Linked DNA regions of Mus musculus: all the other regions are linked to region 4. A link is a contact called in public ChIA-PET, Hi-C and HiChIP or PLAC-seq data. All regions are on one chromosome and are shown on one strand. Each heading gives the region's core, a stretch centred on a gene start, on an enhancer-like site or on the middle of the called end of the contact. The rest is flanking DNA. Distances are from core to core; before and after follow the strand shown. Region 1 overlaps Morrbid (myeloid RNA regulator of BCL2L11 induced cell death). Region 2 overlaps Morrbid (myeloid RNA regulator of BCL2L11 induced cell death). Region 3 overlaps Gm36154 (a long non-coding RNA gene). Region 4 overlaps Acoxl (acyl-Coenzyme A oxidase-like).

Evidence for each region. Hi-C and Micro-C count contacts between places; a contact is called where the count stands out from the background. ChIA-PET counts read pairs in DNA pulled down with a chosen protein or histone mark. HiChIP or PLAC-seq counts read pairs in DNA pulled down with a chosen protein or histone mark.
Region 1: a Hi-C map of bone marrow-derived macrophages shows a contact between it and region 4, with 21 read pairs. The contact joins two enhancer-like sites. A contact is called at or near these places in 1 of 484 Hi-C or Micro-C datasets (bone marrow-derived macrophages), 4 of 115 datasets of contacts at active chromatin or transcription factors (acute myeloid leukemia, embryonic basal ganglia, memory CD8 T cells and 1 more) and 1 of 9 other capture datasets (bone marrow-derived macrophages).
Region 2: an H3K4me3 HiChIP or PLAC-seq map of bone marrow-derived macrophages shows a contact between it and region 4, with 3 times the contacts expected there. The contact joins two enhancer-like sites. A contact is called at or near these places in 3 of 484 Hi-C or Micro-C datasets (all in embryonic stem cells), 2 of 115 datasets of contacts at active chromatin or transcription factors (bone marrow-derived macrophages and effector CD8 T cells) and 1 of 9 other capture datasets (bone marrow-derived macrophages).
Region 3: an RNA polymerase II ChIA-PET map of effector CD8 T cells shows a contact between it and region 4, with 5 times the contacts expected there. The contact joins two enhancer-like sites. A contact is called at or near these places in 2 of 484 Hi-C or Micro-C datasets (Sertoli cells and bone marrow-derived macrophages) and 3 of 115 datasets of contacts at active chromatin or transcription factors (CD8 T cells, effector CD8 T cells and microglia).

What each region holds. Positions count from the first base shown.
Region 1 is chr2:128,372,722-128,375,480 of GRCm38.p6, forward strand. The region is part of intron 1 of Morrbid (myeloid RNA regulator of BCL2L11 induced cell death); the gene reads right to left. Among named protein-coding and RNA genes, the nearest start is that of Gm14010, 49 kb to the right of the region's middle. Within about 2 kb of position 1,405, at least 95 of the 459 cell types and tissues checked have an H3K27ac peak or open chromatin away from gene starts, as enhancers often do. A contact at or near this core is called in acute myeloid leukemia and bone marrow-derived macrophages, where this site is marked.
Region 2 is chr2:128,337,893-128,340,592 of GRCm38.p6, forward strand. All of the region lies in intron 1 of Morrbid (myeloid RNA regulator of BCL2L11 induced cell death), which reads right to left. Among named protein-coding and RNA genes, the nearest start is that of Gm14010, 83 kb to the right of the region's middle. Within about 2 kb of position 1,274, at least 119 of the 459 cell types and tissues checked have an H3K27ac peak or open chromatin away from gene starts, as enhancers often do. A contact at or near this core is called in bone marrow-derived macrophages, where this site is marked.
Region 3 is chr2:128,450,291-128,452,990 of GRCm38.p6, forward strand. The region is part of intron 1 of Gm36154 (a long non-coding RNA gene); the gene reads right to left. The region is part of intron 3 of Gm29010 (a long non-coding RNA gene); the gene reads left to right. Among named protein-coding and RNA genes, the nearest start is that of Gm36154, 15 kb to the right of the region's middle. Within about 2 kb of position 1,386, at least 33 of the 459 cell types and tissues checked have an H3K27ac peak or open chromatin away from gene starts, as enhancers often do. A contact at or near this core is called in CD8 T cells and effector CD8 T cells, where this site is marked.
Region 4 is chr2:128,060,128-128,062,974 of GRCm38.p6, forward strand. The region is part of intron 14 of Acoxl (acyl-Coenzyme A oxidase-like); the gene reads left to right. Among named protein-coding and RNA genes, the nearest start is that of Bcl2l11, 64 kb to the right of the region's middle. Within about 2 kb of position 1,429, at least 74 of the 459 cell types and tissues checked have an H3K27ac peak or open chromatin away from gene starts, as enhancers often do. A contact at or near this core is called in CD8 T cells, acute myeloid leukemia, bone marrow-derived macrophages and 1 more, where this site is marked.

The DNA of each region.
Region 1 (2,759 bases), core at 155-2,654, 310 kb after region 4:
AAGCTATGAGATTCTACTTCTGTGTTCTTGATTTTTACTAGAGACTCCCACAAGACTTAGAAGACACCCCAGGTGATGTCTTGAGCTCCTGCCTCCAAGGACCCAAAGCAACTTCAAGTCAAGTCCACTGGGAACTCCAATTCACAAGGTGCAGAGCCCCTCAACACCTCTCCTATCTGAGACTCTAAAGATAACTGTGGGCTTACTTGAATTTGTTCCAAGTAGCCTCTATAGGAGAGAAGGAGAAAAAATAATAATAAGACAAGCCCCTCCACACACACAACCAAGCAGAGGTTGCAAGGACAGTATATGGCTGACAGAAGTTCCAGAAAGACTGTAGTTCTATTCATAACTGCACTGCTGCTCAAGGCCCCTGTGGTCAGCCTCCCTTGGTGCACCCCTGTCTGCAGATCACATCCTCAGCTCTCCAAAACAAGTGAAAGGATATTTCCAAAGGCAGAGCAGGTAGAGAGAGGCAGATGGTGCCGTGCCCTCAAAAGGTATGCTGTAGATCCAGAGCCTGCTCTGCACTCAAATCTGCCTCACACACACACACACACACACACACACACACACACACACACACACACACTGGAGCAGTTTTCCCATGAGATGGTTGAAGACAATGCTCCCATGGGAACAAGGTTAAATCTAAGCTGGCCACTGTTTCCAGCTCTGACGCTGAACAACACTGCTGACAGCTGAGAAGGCAGTACCACTCAAAACTTCCTGGGACATCTCCCTGTGCCCCCAGTGGGATACCAGCCTGAGTTCACCCTGAGCTCCAAAGGACTTTGCACTGTCCACGGCCTTTTGTTAATGACCCACATTTTTTCTGCAACCTCAGAGCGGGGAATTGCATGATTTTTGGAATAGCTCCATCTGTCCCCAAGAGATCCCTTCACAATGCATAATATACAAAGGATACAAGAAAGAGGAAATATGCAAAGTTGCTCAGACGGGTGTATTGTGTGTTTCCCGACATGAGTGTTGTTGCTGCGTGGAGTTAGGAAGGAGGGCAAATTGCCCAGCCATTGAGCTCTAGCTGAGCTGCTTCTAAGGACCCTCTCTGAAAAACAAAGCTTCCTAGAGGGTCCGGGCTCTTGACAGCAGCAACTGTGGTAATTTAGTGCCTTTGTTATTCTTTAAAAGGCCCCTATTGTCAGTGGCAGTGGGGAAGTTTCTGGAAGCTGGGGAACCTGTCTGTGTGACACCTACACAGTCAGGGGAACAGCATCCCCTCCCCACCCCCTACCCCCACCCATGAATCTCTTGGGAAAACCAGCTTCCCGTTTTGTGTCCTGTGAGCCAGCATTTTCTGACCAGGCTCACAGTATCCGCCATCTGGCCCAGGATTTCATCTGCAGCGCCTTCCTGGGTGGGCAAAGAGAAACAGGAACTGGGTGACGCACCAGTGGCTGACATGGGTGGAAGGAGAAACTGGCTTCCTCTAGTTCTACCCATGAAGCAGAGATAGATAGCCGACTGCCCTGTCCTCACCAGCCTGCCTCTTCTTAGTGGGATGCAAGAGTCAAATGGAATAGCTCAAGCAGTTACAATATGGCACTCCCAGCCAAGTGGGTACTGAAATCGCAGAGAGGGGATAGGGCCTTATAGACACAGCAGGCTAGGCCATAGAAGGAGGAAGTGGACACCCTTTCCAAGGTCACACCAGACGGGGCACAAGTGGACTAAGACTTGGGTCTTTCCCACCTAGTTCCCATGGACTAGTGGCCAAAGTTAGTGGTAAGTCCAGCTTACCACTGCAGAACCTGAATAAGCTGGCCTGGGAGCTTTTGCATGGATGAAACTAATTCCTGTGAACCCTATATTGGATGCCTACCTAGCTTTCATTGGAGAAGCCCAGGCTAGTCTATTTGGAGACTATAAGAAGTTTGTTCCCAATTCTCAGCAATTCTCAAGGACATCTTCCATAACCAAGTGGACACTGAAAGTGGTGGAGACCACCCATTCCTCCCCAGTACTGGGTTGAGCCTGAAGGGACACCTGGTCACATGTAGGGCCAAGCTGCTCTCTGCTTTGGTGAGCTTTGCTCTTCTTGTGGGTCTTTAATATTCACTATTAGCAACTCCCCATCCCCACTACGGATACACAACTTTATTTTCCCTAAGACATTATGAACAATCTGGGACCCACGAATACCATACTGAAGACAAGTACTCATTAGGGAACAGAAATGTAGTTCAGGCTAGAGGTGAAAGGTATCCATACAGAGAATGAGGCATGAGCCCTCAATGTCCCCAGCTTGTCTCTCACCAAGGTTCCTCTGTCCAGAGCTACAACCACGTATCTCTAAGCATATTTAGATCCTTTCGGGGCTTGGGTGATGTGACTTAGCTTCTACAGAATGCTCCTGGCTCAGAAAATGACTATGTATAAAGACTTTCAATGCTCTAAGGCAGAGTCTGAGTCTCTCCCAGAGCTGTTCTACCTCACCCAGCTCCTCTCATCCACTACTGAGTACAGCATCCCATCTGCCGGAGTGTCCAGATGTGTGGTTTTCACCCAAGCCGGCATCCATCCTCTCAGAAGGATGCGTGAAGGCCATCTCTTACCAAGCAGGCAGAGCCAAAAGCACAGGGAACCCAAAATCCAGAGGTGGAGCTTGACAGTCATACCCAGGTTCCCACCCAGCATCCTGGTCATCACATTCTGATGCCAGATGCTCATGGAAAATTCAATACCAGAGCCTCAAGGATCTCATAAATGGGCTCACCTTTTAGTAGTCCTTGGGTACC
Region 2 (2,700 bases), core at 24-2,523, 280 kb after region 4:
GCCCACTTGTCCAATGAGAGCACTTGGCTCAAAAACAAAACAGAAAACAAAAACAAGCCAAACAAACCACGGTGAGTGCCTAAGGACGGATGCCGGAGGCTGTTCTCTGGCTTCCATGTACACACAGACACAGACACCTACACATGTACAGACACACACATGTGATGCCTTCACAATCACTGCTGGGTCCCCTCTGCTGGACAGCTGACGAGGGATGTAGCTGGTACCTTTCCAAAAGTCCAGGCTTGACTGCATCATATTCTAGTTCATATGTATCCCTGATTGTGCCTCGAGGTACCAGTCCGGTGGACCACTCCCTTGTTACCATTCCCATATCTTCCTCATTGTGTCAAGGTCAGTGGATAAGCCATGTAGGCCCCTGGCCCACAACAGGTACCTAGGCAGCATAGGTTTGGGTTACTCTTTCTGGGCAAACATGGCCAACTCCACTGAGGGACAGTTATGCACTGAACGTCCAGGACCTTGAAAAATACCATGGTGGTTACAAAAAGAAAATGACAGAGGGCCACCACAGGGACATCCACGGTAGCCCTGAGGTGAAGCAGGTGAGCCACATTGGAACACTGACCCTTCTTCAACCAACTTGACAGCAGGTAGCAGGGGCCCCAGAAGGAGTCAAGTGTGGGTCCTCATGGAGTGATGTTTAGGGAAGCTGGCTCTTGCCTAGGCGCTTTCCCCACTGGCTGGAAGGGCTTCTTGAAGGAGAAGAGATGCCAAGGCTGGGTAAAAATGAACAGCAGGCTCATGGGGCAGGGTTCACTGTGCCCTACTTGGACTGGGGCACATGACTAGTTTTCTCTGAGCCAGCACATTTTCCATTCTAAAAATAGCTCGCAATGACCCAAGACATCTTCCCCTCCCGATAGGGCCCGTGGTTCTGTGGTGGTGTTGTTATTATTGTTTTCCCAGAATGTTTGTGATTTCTGGAAGCAGTGAGCATTGAAACCATTATGCTGTCAGTGCGTTATCTGACTGTCCCCCAGATACAACACCTTGAGGACCAATATTCGGCCCTTCGTGGAGGGAAGAGACAGCCCTGGGAGGTAAGGGGAGCCCTCCCCTTACCAACCCTCTTTAGTCAGCCTGTCTTCTCCCTCCATCATGAAAAGCAGGGGGTGCTGCTTAAGTAGAAAGGAGGAGCAGACAGCACCCCCATCCCCACCTCCATGTTAACAGCAGGGCACACCCATGAACCCCAAGGCTGTTGGCCTCTGCCAAAGCCTGACCTAGCCACAGCTGGAGGAGCTTTTAATTGAACATTGGATTTCTGTCTGCCCTGGCAACCTTCCCACATCGATGTTGGGATATTTCTGGGACGTTTAGGACACAAGCCTTTTAAAGAGGAGGTACCCAACACTAGTCAGGTGACTCCTAGGAGCCGAGTCTTTCAACTGCGGGTTTCCAAGCATGGGGCTATTTTTACATATCTGAGTGAAGGCCTATTAATTGCTGCACAAGCACTTCTAGGGAAGTTCATGTTTCCTGGAGGCCAACTGTTAACTCAAGCAATGCCAAGGCTTCTCAACGGGGCGCTGGGAGTGGGGGTTGGGAAACTTTGTGGTTTGCTAAGGAGAGACTGAAAAAAAAAAAAAAACCCACTCACTTTCCCTAAAGGGTTAATGGCTGCAGACAAGACAGCCATATTAAGTTATACCCGGCCAAGGGTGAGCAGTGGGTGAGCAACGCAGGCAAGCAAAAGAAAAAAAAAATGTAGAAAGGGGAAGATAGGAAAAAAAAAACCGCAAGCATATACACCCTCTCCCACATCTCCCAGCCCACCCCCACCCTCCGGCAGAACATTATATGTACAGGCCACAGATTGGAGTGAAGTTAAATTTGGCTCACAGGAATACAGGAAAGAAAGAAAACAGATCAAGTTACACAGAATCCTATTCAGATTTGGGCTTGGGCCTCAGCACACAATGCCTAGCTAAAGAGAACAAGGCCACGGTGTGTTGTGGAAAGCTCCACGCCCACGAGCTCTCCTTTCCCTGTAGTCATCTGCTGGCCCAGCCCTGGGCTGCAGGCTAATTCCCTGCTCTGCAGGTGGAGACGGGATAAAACAAACCAAAATGGTGTAATGGACTGCAGGAAACCCTTCTTTCAGAACTTGATCAGCCTCCAGAAAGGAAACACGCATGGACTTTTCTCCCGACAGCAATCTGTTTTCTTAGGGTGCAGCGAGCAAGAGGCCTGGTGGCCAGGGTAAATAAAACAGCCAGTGGCAGGACTTTTGGCAGGCTGGGTTGCACAGGAAATTTGAAAAGACCGCTTCCTACACTCTGATTCCAATCAAAAGTGAGCTGTCAATCTTGCAGGACGGAGGCACTTGAAAAGCACAAGCCAGGAAAGAGACGCTGCGGGGTGGAAACCCGAGTGGCAGGTGTGTGCCTGGAACCCTCTCCGGCTCCCTCGGGCTGGGTCACCTGGCTCGAACCCAGTCCCAGAAGCCGGATTCTCCAAGTCTTCCAACTGGAGCCAAACAGGACTGCTGGATCGAAACTCTAGGTGGATTTTGGCTTCTCCTTTGAGCAGCTGGGCAGGCTAAGTGGCCCCTGCATGTAAAGCCAGCTATGAGATGGTCAGGTATGTGTTAAACAGGAGAGATTAGACCCTGTCCCTTGAGCAGACAGAGAGGAGAGAGGAGAGAGTCCCGCCAGTGCTCCCCGGGGAAAGTCT
Region 3 (2,700 bases), core at 136-2,635, 390 kb after region 4:
TTATGCAGAGAATGCCAGCCCAAGCCCTCTACGGCTTGCCCTATCGTTGTAACCAATGGTAGAGAGTTGTCTGGTTTTGGCATGTCACCTGACCTATTTCAGTTAGGGGTTCCTCTTCTTCCTTGTATTATTTCCTGAGCTTGCCACCCGGGTGGAATAAGATACTATAGAGAAAGGTTTTACTTGTGACTTCTGCTCTCTGTGACAATGGATGACTATGATGTGATATGGCCACCACTGTCATGGATTGCCTTATTTTAAGGAGTCTTCAAAGTGCCACTCTATACTCCTGATTTCTCCCCATTGCTATGGCTTTCTCATACAAACAGAGTTGGATTAATATCTATCTAATATCCTTGGTGACTTTTCCCTTATTTTCTGTGTCTGAATGAAGGATCAAAATCTTAGAAGTTATTCTACTGTTTTCTCCTAAACTAGTGATTCTCATCTGGGGTTTGTATATAAGATATCCCACATATCATATATTTGCATGTCAGTTCATAACAGTAGCAAAATTAAAATTATAAAGTAACAATAAAAATAATTTTGTAATTGGAGGTGACCACACATTAAGAAAGTGTATTAAAGGGTCACAGGATTAGGAAGGTTGAGAACCACTGTACTAAAGGTTCAAGTGCCGCACTTTTCCCGTCTAAGTTGAAGCCATCCCTTTGAAGTAGATTTCAGCAACGTTACTTTATATAGTAACTTGGCATTTGACTATTAACTCAGTGATAGCCCTCATAAATTGTAGGGTTTTTGTTTATAATAGGGAACCAGAAATGTAGACAGTGGGAAAATCAATGTACCCTGAAATTGTAGAGTTGTGCTACCTTAACTCAAGGATAGTTCAAAAGCTAAAAACCAATCTTTTCCATTTTGTGAAGCTAAATTTAAAAAAATCAATTTTCCATTAGGATTCATTATAAATATGGAGAGAATGCTTGTGTGAGCTGATCCAATCTCCGTGGCTGCTTTAAGACAGTTAAGTTGGTGGTTAGAAGGATTCAGATCCTGAAGTGGGGCTCAGTGACACACACAAGGTGTGCTCAATTTCCAACAACGTCTTCCAACACCCCCTCCCTCAGACCCCAGATCTCATTGAACAATGCATTCTTATTTGTATATAAATGCATATTCACAAAGTCTTCTATAAAAGCCATGCTTGCCAGTCACATTCATTGTATTTATCTGAACATGTTTATGCATTTGTTGGTATTGATTATATTGAGTGTACTATGCACAGTGAAGTCGTTCACATGGGTGAAATTGGGAACCTTCCAAAACCACTCAGAGTAACCACTGAATGAAGACATTGGAGAACAGGTCTGACCATGTTGCTGGTGTTCCCTAGCATGAGTTATGACTTGTGGCTGAGCCTCGTGATTGTTTCCAAGCAGGGTCTTCTGGGTCACAGAGGTGACTTGTTCATGTAGCTTGAAAGGGACTGGTATATGTGGTGTGCCCGTAGCCACATCCTGAGTCAGAACCGGAACACCAAGACTGATTTAGATATACTGTATGTGACAGAGCATAATTTCTCTTGCTGGGAATTGACTTCAGAGTCTGCCTTTTCTGTGGGGGTCCAGCTGCTAAAGAGGAAAAGTAGTTTATTCTTCTTTTCCTTTAAAAAAACTAATTGATTAATTTTTATGTGTATGGGAGTTTTGCCTGCATGTATGGCTGTACAACACGTGTGTTCAGTGCTCACAAAGGCTGAAAGGTGTCAGGTCTTCTGGGACTAGAGTTACAGACAGTTGTAAGCTGCCACGTGGGTACTGAGACTCAAACCCAGGCCTTCTGGAAGAGCAGCCAGTGCCCTGAGCCTCTGGTGTTTCTAGTCCTCCTCTTTCTCCTTAATATGAGGACAGGTGGCATTGTAAAGTGACTTGAGAGTCTCAGGACAAGGGCAAAATTGTATCTTGTCCTAGATACAATACCACAAATCAGTTATTTTCTTAAAAATATAATTATTGGGACTGGAGAGATGGCTCAGAGGTTAAGCTGTTCTTCCCGAAGGTTCAGATTCAATTCTCAGCACCCACATGGCAGCGCACATCTCTCTGTAACTCCAGTTCCAGGGGATCTGACACCTTCACACAGACATACACGCAGACAGAACACCAATGAACGTAAAAATAAATAAATCTAAGGAAGAAAAGAAAACCACAAAAAATTAAATTATCATGTTTATCTTTGTGCGTGTGTGTGTGTGCGTGTGTGTATGTGTGTGTGTGTGCACTTGCACGCGCGTGTGTATGGGTGTATATGCAGAGGTCACTAGACAACTTGGAGCTGGTATCCTCCTTCCACCATTAAATCCCAAGGGTTGAACTCAGGTCATAAGGCTTGATGAAGAACCTTCATCCACTGAGCATCCTCGCTAGTCCCATAAATCACTTCTTAAATCAAGCAATGAATGCTTTCATCATTAGGACTCCAGACACTCCTACTCAAGCCAAAACCACACTGCCTGAGCCTAAGCCCAACTAAGGGACTCAGGTTTCTGTATTGCAAAGAATGGGGCCAGTTGTCTAGGCCAAGAGGCTTTGAGCTGTGTTTCTGCTGAGTCTGAACTCCAGCCTGGAAATCTCAACACAGGAAGAGCTCTTGGGTCTTCTTGAAGTCACCTCTATGTGGCCTGGAGGGCAATGGAGAGATCCATTATTTTCCTGTCTTTGCTCTTTCAGACAGGGTCTG
Region 4 (2,847 bases), core at 179-2,678:
CAGTGAAAATTCCAAAGCATAAAAGACCAGTGCACAAAACACTACATAATATGCACAGAGTAAGTCAAGAGATATTAACAATGGCAGGACACATATCTTGTTAGTGTATGAGACTTAACGTTGCCATGAGATGTCCCACGCCCCCTTCAGAGTCAGCTCCACTTCAGTCAAAATCTTGGAAAGAGTGTTTGTAAACTTACAAACTCACTTGACAGTTTATATGGAAATGCAAATGATGTAAAATAGCCCACAGAACTTTGAAAAAAGTGGAAGTCACTGAGGGCTGGTGCCAACTGATTTCAAAGCGTGTGCCGAGACTGTCCTAGTCCAGGCCTGAGGACGTTGGCAGGAAGTTAGGCAGACCGGCAGAGCACTGCCAGGCCCACTTAGCCCACATATTTGCCCACTCAAATTCTCACATGAAATAAATTAAACAATGAGGAGGATTTTTTCTTTAAATAGTGAGAAAAAGTAGATTCTGAATGAAAAAGAAGCAAGCTGTGGTCTGTTTCTTACTCCGTGCACAAATGTTTATTAAAGACCAACATAGACTTGAATATAATCAGGGGAACTGTAAAATTTCCAGAGAAAACAGAAAAGCATCACCAATATCTACTGGAAGCCATGGTAAACAAAGATTTCTTAGGGAAACACAGAAAGCACCAATTGCTTACATTAGCTATTGATAAATTGCTGTTGTCTGAAAGACACACATCAGGGCAGAGGCAAACACTAAACCTGGGGGAGGGGAGGAATTACTTGCAGTGTCTGTCTGTGTCTGGCAAAAGGTTTTATCAGAATGTGTGAAGAACCCCCAGGATGAAATAATGAAAAAGATATGATCTAAGAAAAGTTTTCACAAAAAAACTTGAAAAGACACCTCATAAAAGAAGATAAAAGAGGAGCTAATGAGCACGTGAAACTTCGCCTAATCTTATTAGTCATAGAGAGCTAGAAATCAAAACCACAAAGAAGAACCAACACCCACCCACTGACGCATATCAACTGAACTGCTAGATGCCACTCAGCCCCAGGGGTAACGCAGGGCAGCGCTGGCTCTCATAACTAAGACATTCTAAATGCAATCATAGAAGCTGAGGATGCAACGTGATGTTAGAGCATTCATTCACTACCATGCACAAGGCCCTGGGTTCAATTACACACACACACACACACACACACACACACACACACACTCATACACAGTGAGAGAGAGGGGGGAGAGGGAGAGGGAGAGGGAGAGGGAGAGGGAGAGGGAGAGGGAGAGAGACTCACACACAGACACACACACACTAGTTTGGAAGTCTATTGTAATGTTAAATGTACACTTATTCTATGATCCAGAAATTCTGTCCCTAGAGATATGGCCAAGAAATGATGCTACATGGTTCATAAATAGCCTTATACAGGAGTGTTCCTAACAGCTCTATTAATAACCCCAAGTTGGAAACTGGAAACTGAATGTTTATAGATATGAAACTAGACAAGTAAACTGTGGTTGGCTTCACATAGTGAATCATGTGACGCAGCATGTGTGAGTTCTACTGACATGCTTAGTGATGTGAAAGCGTGTATACCAGATACCCCATGTATTCGACGGTCGAGGAGGAGGAAAGCCAGCTGACGGTGATATAGTGCAGCAGTCACAATCAGAGAGGGAGAGGGTGGTGCTGCATGCGGAAGCACAGAAGTTATCTGGGGAACTCTGTCTCTCAATTGAGTGACATGATTCCAGGGGGTATGTACACATATGAAAGAAATCACTGATGAGTGTTGTTTGTGTGTGTGTGTGTGTGTGTGTGTGTGTGTGTGTGTGTGTGTGTGTGTATTGAGAAATGACTTGGTTATTAAAGTCCTCACGCAGCCATGAGGACCCGAGTTCAAGTCCCAGGATCTGATGTATCACACACCCGTAGTCTTAGTGCTGAGGAGGCAGGAATGATGCTCTCTGGGCCTTTCTGGCCAGTCAGTCTTTCCAAAGCGGGGAGCTCCAGGTTCAGCAAAAGAGTCTGTTTCAAAAAACAGACTGGAGGGCAACTGGGGAAGATCCTGACGTGGAACTCCTGCCCCCACGTGCATTCACATGGACGTATGCATGCGCGTGCACCTCCTCCAGACACTTAAAATATCACTGAGCTGCAAACTCAAGGTTGATACAGGTTTCACATCTAACAGTGCATGTGCTATATCTCAGTGACAGGACTTGAAGGTCTCACTCAAACAAGCCATCCCAGTGGCTAGGATGTGTACCGGAAAGTCATTGCAGTTTTCTACGTAAGTTAGAAACAGTGAGGTCCAACAGGTGGCCCTATTTGTCTCGACTAATGGCATCGATGAGGATTCACTAGGGTCTATCCTGTGCTGGGATCTGTGTTAGACACTTCAATGTCACATGGAAAAATAGTAATGGGTCCCCAGGCTACCCAGCAGCATAGAATCCACATAGTCAGACTGGTGACAGGTCAGACTGCAAGAGATGCCCAGTGGAGGGCCAGTTCTGGCAGCAGACAGGTAAGCCCAAAGAGCCTAGACATTCTGCTGGCTTCTTGATTTGAGGCCAGACTTTGGGAAACAGGACTTTGGTGATCTGGTGAGGATGGGCCAGTCCTCATAGACCTATAAAGTTCCATGGAGATCTCCCAGATCAGGGTTGGCACGGGGACAGATAAACTGGCTCATGCAAGAATACCCTCTCCAAAGGCAGTAGACAGATCCCTGTGGTCAGTTGAGGTCACAAACCTCAGTGATGTTCCTACCACTGTGAGCTTGGACTAGATGAACTAAACCAATAAAGTAATCCTTGCACATGTGCTCATTGGTTCAATGCTGGATCAGTGGGGCAACAAC